Regions from separate parts of the Macaca mulatta genome. Here region 1 is linked to region 2. The links are chromatin contacts, called in public Hi-C maps. All regions are on one chromosome and are shown on one strand. Each heading gives the region's core, a stretch centred on a gene start, on an enhancer-like site or on the middle of the called end of the contact. The rest is flanking DNA. Distances are from core to core; before and after follow the strand shown.

Evidence for each region. Hi-C and Micro-C count contacts between places; a contact is called where the count stands out from the background.
Region 1: a Hi-C map of liver shows a contact between it and region 2, with 3 times the contacts expected there. The contact joins the promoter of PNPLA2 here to the promoter of EPS8L2 in region 2. A contact is called at or near these places in 2 of 14 Hi-C or Micro-C datasets (fetal cortex germinal zone and liver).

Annotation. Positions count from the first base shown.
Region 1 is chr14:711,591-717,674 of T2T-MMU8v2.0, reverse strand. It overlaps PNPLA2 (patatin like phospholipase domain containing 2), which reads right to left and starts at 3,146. Exons shown (of 9, transcript XM_015113281.3): 1 at 2,779-3,146; 2 at 837-1,069; 3 at 680-745; 4 at 82-291. The coding sequence starts at 2,965.
Region 2 is chr14:603,566-609,640 of T2T-MMU8v2.0, reverse strand. It overlaps EPS8L2 (EPS8 signaling adaptor L2), which reads right to left and starts at 4,807. Exons shown (of 25, transcript XM_077961555.1): 1 at 4,784-4,807; 2 at 4,514-4,687; 3 at 3,939-4,224; 4 at 3,623-3,770; 5 at 3,111-3,234; 6 at 383-504; 7 at 226-281. The coding sequence starts at 426. It overlaps TMEM80 (transmembrane protein 80), which reads right to left. Exons shown (of 3, transcript XM_077961634.1): 3 at 5,852-6,075.

The sequences.
Region 1 (6,084 bases), core at 1,897-4,396, 110 kb before region 2:
AGAAGTCAAAAGAGCAGTGTTCTCCCTTGGTGCTCAGTGAGGAGTGGCTGGGAAGGCCACAGTCCCCGGAGCAGAGCTCACCAGGGGCTCAGGCGGGAAGAGGGCCTTGGAGAGGCGGTAGAGGTTGCGAAGGTTGAACTGGATGCTGGTGTTGGTGACTCGCAGCTCGTGGATGTTGGTGGAGCTGTCCTGTGGACAGATGTCACTCTCGCCCGAGAAAGGGGACACTGTGATGGTGTTCTTAAGCTCATAGAGTGGCAGGTTGTCCGAAATGCCACCATCCACATAGCGCTTCCATGGGACACACAGACAGGACTGTACATGAGGGCCTGCGGCTGCACTGGCCAGCTCCCCCCACCCACCGCCACCCCACGCGGCCACCAAGGGCCCCATTCAGTGGCTATTTCATTTGGGCATTTTACCCACTGGGCATTGACTGTGGGCCAGCTTGGGCACTGAGCAGATGGCAGACGGGGGAGGGCAGGGACAGAGGAAGGGATGGCGGGGGGCAGGGCAGGAAGCGTGCATCGCCATGGCTGCTTCTTGAGTAACACAGGGGAAGTGGGGTAACAGGCAGTGGCAGGGCAAGGGCCTGAAGGATGGCTCTCGGCGGCCTCCCCCTCTGTCCCTCATCCCACGGCCCACCTCATGGAAGGTGCCCAGGGCTAGGGATACTCACCACCCCCTGGAGGGAGGGAGGGATGAGCCCACAGTACACGGGGATGAAACCGCTGCAGACATTGGCCTTCAGGACAGGGACAGAGTGGGAGAGAGTGAGCAGGGTCCTTGAGGTTCACACTGTGCCCACCCCCAAGCATGGCTCCACCAGGCCCCACCTGGATGAGCTCGTCCTTGGAGTTGAAGTGGGATATAATGACATTCTCGCCGTCCGACACGCGGGTCAGGGAGATGCCCAGGCGCCCACTGGCATGCTCATGGCTATCAGCTGGCAGAACCTTCAGCAGGAAACTGCGGATGATCTTTACCAGGTTGAAGGAGGGGTGCAGGGGGCCCAGGAACCGCTTCCGGGCCTCTTTAGATACCTCAATGAACTTGGCACCAGCCTCACCTGGGGCACAGGGCCAAGGTTAGGGGCCCGTGCTCCTGGGCTTTGCAACCCACCTTCCTTCATAGCCCCATGTCCAGGGTTCCATGGCATACAGACCCTGGAGGAGGCCCAGTGCATGTGGGACCTGGCTTATAGTTGGGACTTTGGCCACCTTCCCTGAGATGGCAGACAGCTGAGGCTGGCCAGCTGAGACCAGGACCTGCCCTCTGCCTGGTATTTCCCAACTGTCTGTCCCCATGAGTCACTGGGCCTGGTGTGGCATCTAGCCCAGGAGTGGGGACAAGGCAGAGACTCAACTCTGACCAGCCTTAGCCTTCACCCACTTGGCCAGATTCAGCAGTGGGGGGATGGGGCAGACCCACAAAGCCCAGCCCGGCACACAGGTCACAGTTCACAGGCCCGGGCGTGTTGGGCTGGAAGTAGTCAGGACCCAGTTCCTAAGAAGGCACACCTGTGTCCCACTGCAGCCAAGAGGAAGCACCCCAAACACTCCTTTTGGGCCCAAGGGTGCTGGCCAGCTTGGGGCTAGTCCCTGGAAGTGGTCTGGAGCGTTGTGGGAAGAGCTGAGGTCCAAGCCCCTCCTCCAGTGCATCACTCTTGTCAGGAGTGGGGCAGTGTGGAGGCAGGAGCTCCTCAGACAGCACCTGCTGCACTATGGGCTCCAGCTGTGCAAGACCACCCGTGAGAAGGAGTCTTGTTGGGAGCAGGGTGGGGAAGCTATGGGAGAAGTGTCCTTGGCTGGGGCAGCAGGGACCTTGATGTGTCCTGAAGCCAGGGGGCCGACTGAGGCGCTTGTCTGAAGGCCTCCAATAACAGCTGTAGTTATTCGGACCTGGGGGGTTCACTTCTGTGGTCCAGCCCCCTCCCTCCCAGGACAAAGTTCAGAGGAAGAGGGCAGGGGTGAACCCCGGACAAGCTCCTGCTGAGCAGGGTGCCTGTCATTTCGGGTGTCCTCACAGGCTAGGAGCTGGGCAGCAGTTCCCAGGACTCCTGAAGTTATGTGCTGTAAATGCTGCTCCTTCATGGCAGCCGATAGTGCGAGCCGAGGCCAGCCCAGCACACAGAGACCCATCCACTCCTGACCACAGGCACCAGAGCCCAGAAGCACCCTCACCATGAAGTGTGCAAACGCGGTGGGCCTCAGCGGGGAGCCAGGCCACAGGGCACCATGTGCAAGGAGAGGGCAGAAGAGCCCCTTCGCGCCCAGCCCTGACCTCAGCGGGGCTCCTCCTCCGGGCCCTTGGAAAGGACCAGGTCACGGTTCCCAGACGCCTCTCAGAGGCCACCCCCATGCCAGGCCCCCTGATAGCAGCCTGGAATTTGCAGAGGCCCAGGACACTGTGACCGACCGCTGGCACAGGGTGTAATATCCAGGGCCACGGGGTGACTTAGGTGCCTCCTTGGATTCTCACGGTCCCGCCCACGAGTTACTTTCTCTGTCCAATTAAGCAGCTTCTGCTGCACCTGCCCGTCCCCCAACCTTTGCGCCCGAGAGGCGGGCCCCGGGCACCCTCGGAGCAAAACAAACCAGGCCCCGCCCCCGGGCCAGCGACCCGGATTGGATCCTCGCCGGGTTCCCTAGGCGCGGACAGGAGCCCTCCCCACGGTACCCACCGGCTCGCCGCGGGGCCCCTCCGTTCACCGAGACCATCCCCCGGCCCCGCGCGGCCTTCCCGCCAGCCCCGCCTGCCGCCCCCGGCCCCGCTCACCCAGGCAGACCCCGGTGACCAGAGCCGTGGCCGTGAGCGCCCCGGCCGAGGCGCCATAGATGTGCGTGGCGTTGGCCACCAGGAAGGGCGCGTGCTCGCGGAGGCAGGAGGCCACGCCGACGTAGTAGACGCCGAGGAAGCCGCAGCCCGCGAACGAGATGTTCCACGTCTTCTCCCGGGGAAACATCGCGGCGGCGGCCGCCGGGCTCCGGGCTCCGCGGGCGGCCGGGCCTCTCTGCGCCGCTTGCTCGCCGCTCGCCGTTCGCTCGCTGGAGCCGGGAGCCGGGAGCCGGGGACCGGGAGCCGGGGGCCGGGCGGGTCCAGCTGCGGCTCTAGCGCGGGTCCCCGCTGGCGGAGGCGAAGAAGCTACGCGAGCGGCGCAGAGGCGGCGCTTTTAAGTGTGAACTCACGGCGGGGGCGGGGCCGGCACACGAAGACCAATCGGGGCGCGCGGGGAACGGCCGTGCCTTCGGGCCCCGCCCCCGTCCCTGACCCGCCCCCCCGCGCTGGAGCCCCGCCCCCCGCTGCCGCCCAGCGAAGCCTCCCGCCCTCCCTCCGCCCCTGCTGGGCACGGCTGGGGGCACGCGCCTACGGGAGCCGGGTGGGCCGGGCGCAGGCCCCCAAGCCTGGGGGCTGGAAGCCTCACACAGACCTGGGTACCCGCGAGAGGGGGCTCTGGTTTCAGGGCAGCCGCCGCCCTTCCCCACCAGGTCCGCCTCCCACACCCACCCGGGACAGAGGAGCTGGTCCCTGGACAGAGACTCACCGGCAGCACCCCAGACCTGAAAGCCGCACAGGCCTCGGGAGTCCCAGGACCCACTGGCTCACCCACAGACGGACCCATAAACATCCAAGGCGGGATGCTAGTCCCGCAAATCCTTCGTGGGGGACCCCAGCTCCGCAGACCCACGCGCCCTGACGTGGGGCCTCAGCCTTGTCCCGCGCCCGCGACCCCTCCGGACCTTGGCCTCTTACCTGGGTCTGTACCTGGGTCCCGCCCTGCCTGTTCAGGCTTTGGGGCTGTGCGCGTCTGACTGGGGCCGCCCCGCCCCCCGATAATTGCCCCAGAGGTAGAGCAATCCTGGGTGATGTCACCCTTCCGTCCCTTTTCCGCATTTTTCTCCTTGTCAGTGGTGCAAGCCGGGCTTGGTGTGGATCCAGGATCTGTCCCTGAACCTCACCCCACCCCCAAAGGAGAGGTTCTCTTAGGTTGGGGTGGGAGGCAATGAGATTCTGTCTCCCCAGGAACACTGGCTCTCCAGGCTGAGGTCATCTCTGGCCCTAGCTGTTGTCAGGGCTGCAGAGGGTCTGGGATGGGGCTTGGGGCTGCCCCCAACCCAAGCTGAGTTAGAGAAGCCAGAGCAGGGCCTTCCCAGAATGGGGCGATGTAGGGGGATGCTGCCCAGTCCTCAGCCTCCATGCTCCCAGACATCCCAGAGAGCAGTGGAAAGTCAACCCTGCCCCAGCCCTACTGGGGGCCGGTAGGCGTCTACATAGGCTGAAAATGAGAGGAGGCCGGGCACGGAGGCTCACACCTGTAATCCCAGCACTTGGGGAGGCCGCGACGGGCGCATTACAGAAAGTCGGGAGTTTGAGACCGCCCTGGCTGGTGAAACCCTGTCTGTACTAAAAATACAAATATTAGCCGGTCAGGGTGGCATACGCCTGTAATCCAAGCTACCTGGGAGGCTGAGGTGGGAGAATCACCTGAACCTGGGAGGCGGAGGTTGCAGCGAGCTGAGATTGCACTACTGCACTCCAGCCTAGGCTTCAGAGCCAGGCTCCCTCCACCCCAAAAAAAAGAAAAAAAAGAGGCTGGGCGCCGTGGTGGCCCACGCATGTAATCCCAACACTTTGGAAGGCCAAGGTGGGCTGATCACCTGAGGTCAGGAGTTCGAGACCAGCCAGGCCAACATGGCAAAACCCCCTCTGTACTGAAAATACAAAAATTAGCCGGGCGTGGTAGCACATGCCTGTAGTCCTAGCTACTCGGGAGGCTAAGGCAGGAGAATCGCTTGAACCTGGGAGGCAGAGGTTGCAGTGAGCTGAGATGGTGCCACCGCACTCCAGCCTGGCCAGGTGACAGAGCATGACTTCTCAAAAACAAAACAAAACAAAACAAAAAAAAACGCCAGGCACTGTGGCTCATGCCTGTAATCCCAGCACTTTGGGAGGCCGAGCTGGGCAGATCACGAGGTCAAGAGATAGAGACCATCCCAGCTAACATGGTGAAACCCCATCTCTACTAAAAAAATATAAAAAATTAGTTGGGCATGGTGGCAGACGCCTGTAGTCCCAGCTACTTGGGAGACTGAGGCAGGAGAATGGCATGAACCCGGGAGGCGGAGCTTGCAGTGAGCCCAGATCGTGCCACTGCACTCCAGCCTGCTCCATCTCAGGAAAAAAAAAAAATTGAAAAATGAGTGAGAGGAGGTCGCGTGGGGCACCTCAGGGGTTCTGGAGTGCTCCCCTGTGGGAAGCGAGGATAAGTTGAACTTTGAAGGGTAAATGAGCAGACAGGGCTGTAGGCCCTCCAGGCAGCCGACCAGGACAGGGGAAGATTGTGGGGGAGTGAGGGGGAGAGAGTAACTGAGCCCCAGGTGGGAGAGGGTCAAGCAGGGAGGACGTGACCATACTTGACTTGAAGAGACTCCTAGGCAGGGCGCAGTGGCTCACACCTATATTCCCAGCACTCTGGGAGGCTGAGGTGGGGGGATTGCTTGAGTCCAGGAATTTGAGACCAGCCTAGGCAACATAGCTTGATTCCATCCCTACAACAAAATTAAAAAATAGGCCGGGCACGGTGGCTCACGCCTGTAATCCCAGCACTTTGGGAGGCTGAGGTGAGTGGATCACGAGGTCAGGAGATGGAGACCATCCTGGCTAACATGGTGAAACCCTGTCCCTACTAAAAATACAAAAAAAAAAAAAAAAAAAAAAAAAAAAAATTAGCCAGGCGTGGTGGCAGGCGCCTGTAGTCCTACTTACTCAGGAGGCTGAGACAGGACAATGGTGTGAACCCCAGAGGCGGAGCTTGCAGTGAGTGTAGATGGTGACACTGCACTCCAGCCTGGGCGACAGAGCGAGACTCCATCTTAAATAAATAAATAAATAAGTAAAAATAAGTGCCAGGAGCGGTGGCTCACGCCTGTAATCCCAGTACTCTGGGAGGCCAAGGCGGGCAAATCACAAGGTCAGGAGATTGAGACCATCCTGGCTAATACGGTGAAACCCCGTCTGTACTAAAAATACAAAAAATTAGCCAGGCATGGTGGTGGGCGGCTGTAGTTCCAGCTACTAGGGAGG
Region 2 (6,075 bases), core at 3,558-6,057:
GGAATCAATATTGATGCTCCCTGAATTATTAGTAAAGGCCTCTCCCCTTACAGCTGTGGGGGAGGGGATCCAGCGGCCAGGAGCTTTCAGAAGGTTGATGAGGGTCCACAGGGATCCCCTGGGCCAGGCCAGGCACAGCTGTGGGGCAGGGGCGGCTGTCCCTGGCCTGGACGCAGTGCCCATTTCTCCCCTGTGACGTCTAGCACGTTCTCAAACCTCACTCACCAAACAGGTCCTTGGGGCTCATCCTGGCCACACTGTCGGACCGGCCCAGGCTGCCGCTGTAGGGGAGGGGCTGTGAGGGCAGGGCCGAACTGCACCCCTCCCTGGGGACTACTCAGAGGGTGAGGGTGGGGTATTCGGGATGGGCAGGGGGGCTCACTTGGTGGCACCCGGGCAGCAGCTCACAGCCCCGGACTGGCTCATGGTGTCCCGGGCAGCGGCCAGCAGGAGAAGGGCAGACCTCAGTGTGGCCCAGGTCTGAGGCCAGTGCCTGTCTCAAACCTGGGTGGAGAGAGGGGCTGTGCTGACAGTTCCTCCCGGCCTGGCTGGCGTCTCCCCTCCTTCCCTGGGCCAGAGCCCTGACTGGCCTGGCCTGGGTAGGGGTCTCTTGGGGGGCAGAACCCCTGCCCCACATCCCAGACGGCCCCACGTCCCAGTTGGCAGTCGTTCAGCCTCATCATGCCCCAGACCCTAGGCGCTCCACAGGGACCCCCAGAGGCTGCCTGGAAGGCTCTGTTGAGGGTCCTGGGGGGAGAAGGCACTTTCCAAGCCGGGCAGCATTGAGTTCAAGGCCCTAGTGCTGGGGGGAGAGGGGACGGGGTGGGGAGGGGGAGGGGAACATGCTGGGGGTGTTGGGGGAGCGGGTGGGGAGAGGGGGTGGGAGTGTAGTGGGGGGGTGGGGAGGGGGATGGGAATGTGTGGTAGGGGGTGTGGAGGGGGGCAGGAGTGTGTGATGGGGGTGGGGAGGGGGTGCGGTGGGGGTTGGGGGAGGGTGGGTGGGAGCTGTAGAATGGCAGGAGAGGTGAGGCTGGAGCTGGGAGTGGGGGTGGATCCTGAAGTCCAGAGGGAGCCCGGCTGTAGCTGCCACTCCTGCCCCACCCCAGGCCTGCACCCCAAGGGGCTCCTGCACATGCATGTGGACTTGCCACCCACGCATGCCACCTCTGTCCAGGCCCCAGCAAAGAGGCCAGCTCTTGGTTCTTTCCTGGGCCTGGGAGGCCTGGCTGGGAACAGTCTGTGCGGGCAGGAAACGCTGGGGTTCCCGGGGTGTGGCATTTCCTCACCCCGAGGGCAGGGATGTGGCCCCGCGGCCAGCACAGGACCCTTGGCAGCCGAGCCCAGGGGAGGGACTGGAGGGCGGGTGTGGTGGGGGCTGAGACCGGGAGCCAGTCCAGTGGCCCCAACACACAGTATCACTGCCCCTCCGACGAGGTAGGGCGGCTATGGGGTAGGCAGCTGGCGCCTCTGGCCTCCCCAGGGGCAGAATCCCCAGAGCCTGTCTCTGGGCTCCCAGCGCTGCCCTCTTCCCCGATGCATTTTGGGGAAACTAAGTCCCAGCTGCCAGGGCAGGCAGGTGGGTCTGATTTGGGCTGGGCCCTGGGGCCTTCCCAGGGGGATGGGCAGAGCCTGATGGCCTTGAACCAGACTGACTTGCCCCAAGGGGACTATGCCCTGTGGGAACCTGGCTGTTCTGTGGCTCTGTGACCAGCTCCCCACAGGTCCACACCATCCGCCTCCTGCCAGGGCCACAGGGCCGTCCCCTGTGGCTTCAGAGTTTGGGTCTGCCAGGGTGGGGGTCACCGGCCAGCGTTGCTGGTATGGAGGGTCAAGGGAGTGGCCCGCAGCACCTGGGACTTTCTGGTTTCACCAGGTCTGGCCTAGAGGGAGGGTCTGGGAGGCCCGGGGGCACTGCCTCTGCCATGAGGGGCTGGGTGCACCAAGGGGGCGTGGCCACTTCCTCTGTCTCTCCGTGGAGAATGTCTGGAATGTTCACGGGCTCAGTGGCAAGCCTGAGTGTTTGCTTAATGGGATTCCTGGCGGGGTTCACCAAGGGCACCAGGCACGTGTGTCCAGGCACACACCTGGGCAAGACACCAATGCGCCCTCGCACCCAGGCCTGCAGGCACACAAACACAGAGGGCTGTGACACACGACCCCCTGGGGAAGGCTAGGTTCCCGTCCTTCGTCCTTTGGTTGCCTGCAGGGTATGGGGGGGACCTCAGGCCCAGGCAGGGCCGGGCTGCAGTGGGGTGGGTCCAGGTGTGGTGTCTGGGTCTGAAGCACCTGGGTATGGGGCTGCCTCCTGACCCGTGGGAGCCCCGCCCCCCTGGGGAAGCTTCTTTGGCCCACTGGGGGTGGGGTCCAAGCCCTGGAGGCCCAGGCTGCACTTTGTACTGTGGTCATTTTCCCGGTGTGAAGTGGGGCAGAGCGGGGTGCCTTGTCAGTCAGGCTGTGGAGGGGAGGAGGTCCCAGCAGGGCAAGAGGGTAGAGAGACAGGCTCCAAGTTCAAATTCCAGCTCCACATGCTGAGTGACCTTGGGTAGGGGTCAGCTGAGTCATGGGGGCTCCAGGCTGCCCTCATGGGAGCCGGGTGGGGCCCTGGAATGGGGGTGCCCCTCAGGCCCTGGCCGTGTCCTGGTTTGGAAGCTACGTCTTGAAGGAGAAAGGGATAAGCTGGGGAAGCTGAGGGTAGGGAAGGAGACCCAAGCAGGCAGAGGAGGCCCCGTGGGAGCGCTGTGCCAACAAGGCCTGGGTACTAAGCAGGCCCAGGAGAGGCTGGGACCAAGGAGGGGCAGCAAGGGGAGGAGGGGCCGCGAGGGGAGGGGCCGTCAGCAGCTGGGCCTGCCTCCCCAGGACTGGGCACGGGGTGGGTGGGGACAGAGGTCCAGGCATGCCCGGCCCTGCCTCCCCCTCCCCTGCCACCAGGGACACCCCACAGCAAGGGGCAACGCCAGGCAGCTGGACCCAGGGACCAGGAATCTAGGATGGCCGAAGTTCGCCTGCCCACAGGCTCCTGCCAGCCCACCCTACTGCCTCACCTGGCAGGGCCTCTGCAGCCCCCGTCCCAGCCTCCCCTACCCCCTGAAACTCCCACCCCCGACCCTGACCTGGAGACTGACCCAGCTGGTGCTTCCCAGGCCACTGGCTTCCTTCTGGGCTCCGACACCCAGGAAGTGCCTCTTGGCTCCGGCCCACAGGGAGTGGGCGTGCGGTGCTCACCTCGGGAAGGTCCTGCGGCCCACAGAAGCGGGAGAAGCCTCCGTACCACCTGCGCTCTCCGGACGCAGGGATTGCCCCCACCAAGCCCCAGAGCTGGGAAGGGGCAGGACGGGGCGGGTGAGTCACCCATCGCTGGCTTAAAAATATCCTTGCTTGCCAGCCGCCGCCCAGGACCGACGTGGGCAGGCCGGGCTGCAGCAGGACCCGTCCAGGAGAGGCGGGGGCCCGGCCAGGACCCCAGCCCCCTGCCCCGCGTCCCCGGCCCAGCCGCCCTCCAAGTGCTCCGCGCCCTGCGACGCCACGCCTGACCCGGTGTCCGGAACCAGAAGCCCCGCGTCCCATCACCACTGGGGAAACTGAGGCCCGGGGGGGCGCGCTCCCCCGCGTCAGCTGCGCTCACCTGCTCCGGGCGCCCTGCGCTCGGCCTGTCCCCTCGGCGCTCACCCGTGCGTCCGTCTGTTCGCGCCTCGGCCGCGGCTCCCGGTCTCCCGCGGGCGGCTGGGACGCTCGGCGGGGCCGGGCCGGGGCGGGGCTGGGAGAGGAGAAACCTGAGCGACAGGTTGCGGAGTCACCAGAGAGCGAGCGGGCGGGCGCGCGGGGGAGGAGGGCGTGGGATGGAGGCGCCCCCGCCGGTCTCGGACCCAGCTCCGCCCCGCCCCCGCCCCCGCCCCGCCTGGGCTCTAGCCCCAGCCCTCTCCGCCCTCCCCAACACCCACCTGGAGCTGGGGCGCTGGGGAGAGGCGGGGCGCAGGGCCGCCTCCGCGGGATGAGCAGGACGAGGCCTCGAGCTCTTCTTTGGACAGGGCCTAGCTGCGCCCCAGCAGGCCGGGGGGCACGGGGGGACGCTGCCAATGGGACTTCGGGGGCAGCGCTGGCGTGATGCTGGGAGGGCTCCAGCCCTAGGGAGGTCAGAGCCTTGGCCGAGCCAGGTGCGCCCCTCAGGTGCGCCAGGCCTGGGGCAGAGTCGCTTTCCTTAGCGGGCCCGCCCCAGGTCTGGGGAAGCTGGGGTAGAGGCTTCGGTGAGCGGGTGGGTGTCAGGCAGGACCCAACCATGCCACAGACCTAGGCTTGGGGCTGTGAGCTCCCGGAGTGGGATGGGGCCTCCCTTCCTTACAGTGCAGGGGCTCCTCCAAGGCCCCTTTTCTGCCCAGCCTGGGCACTGAGAGATTGGGTGTCGGGGGCGGTGGGGACACCCGAGGCCCTCTCAGGATGCCTCTTCTTGCACTGCCCCGTGGCCAGGCCCCACCCTCTGCCCACCACAGGGGGACTGTCTGGTTCTGTTCTCATCTACCTGGCTCCCAGGATGGCCCTTCTGCCCAGCTGCTCTGACCGCTCAGAACAGGCCAGGGTGCAGCGGACACAGCGGGTAGCACCGGCTGCCACAGCAGTAAACTGGACAAGGAGGAAGTGAAGGGGCACAAGGCACCCCAGGCGCATGCAGGGACCCAAGGCTCCGGCTGCCGTCCTGGGTAGGGGTGGGAATGAGGGGGTGGGAATGAGTGTGGCCAAGAGTCTGGGTCCCCGGTCCCCGGTCCCAGAGGGGCAGGGCTAGCGTGTTTACCCTGCTCTGGCCAGAGCACTTCCTGGGGAGGTGCCACAGGTGAGCTCGGCAGAGGGGTGGCAGGAAGTGGCCCTCCTCCTTCGGGCCCAGTGCCTGCCCCTGAGCCCGGGCAAGGCCTGGCTTCCTGGTTTACGGCCTTTGCAGTTTGATCCTGCAGTTTGCATGCCAAGATCCTGCTCCATGCATGAGCTTGCCCTGACCCAGAGCTCAGGGGTCACACACACCAAACCCACGGTGCACCCTTGCCCTCACCCTCCCTGGAGGCAGAGCTGGGAGTGGCCAAGTGGGAAACAGGCGCTGGAGGGCACAGGCGAGGTGGGGGCGTCCCTCTCCACTCCTGAATGGGTGCCTGTCAACACGATTGTGAGTGCAGAGCCTGCCCTCAGGAGACGGTACAGGCTGGTCTCTCAGGCCCCATCCACTCCGGACCACCTGGAGCCATGCGTTCCCTGTGGAGCAGGTGACCACTGCCTGTGTGCCCACTGAGACTGGAGGTGTCAGGATCCATTAACCATGAAGGCAACAGGTCTCTAGCCTTGGGGAGGAGGCCCTTCCCTGGTCTGCATGGTTCATGGGCTGAGTCCTTCAGATGGCAGGCATGCCCAGCCAGTCCTCTGCCAGTGCAGGCGCTGGTGAGGGACGGGGCCCAAGGCGCTCAGGCGCTGGCGTGTGTGGTTCTGCTGCAAGGGCGCAGGGGTGGGAAGCGGGTCCTGAGGGCTGTCCTGCAGGTCAGCCTGCAGGTCCTCACCGTGGCCTCTGGGGGCGATAGGCAGGTCAAAGCAAGTCCGCCCAGGACAACCGGGTGCTCCTATCGCTTCCACGAAGACAGGCAGGAAAGTCTGTCCGGGTGCCATAGCCACCCCAGCTGAGGGAGCCCCAGTGGAGGCCCAGGACAGCCCCGCAGCCTCCTGCCCTCAGGAGTCCACCGAACGGAAGGCGCCCAGCAGCCAGGGCCCGAGGGCGAGGCCAGCCAGGAATTGACCAGCTGGCAAGCAGGGTGTGCTCTCTTGAAGGGTGGGAGAACTGGCAATGGGGTGGGGGAGGTGGCCATAATTAGGAGAATTCAAGGAGACATACACATCTCTTTTATTTACAAAATGCAGTGAAGAGAAAATATCTAGGTATTAGGATGTGATTATTCCAAACATAGAGAACACACAATAGAACCAAATGAAGGGAAAGCTACTATAACAGCTTAGATACTTTTTAAGGAGAACTTACAGTAAATCTGGGAATGGGAAAAAAATCACAGAGCTAGAATTTGTTTAGCACTCAGTGCAAAAGGCAAAAGT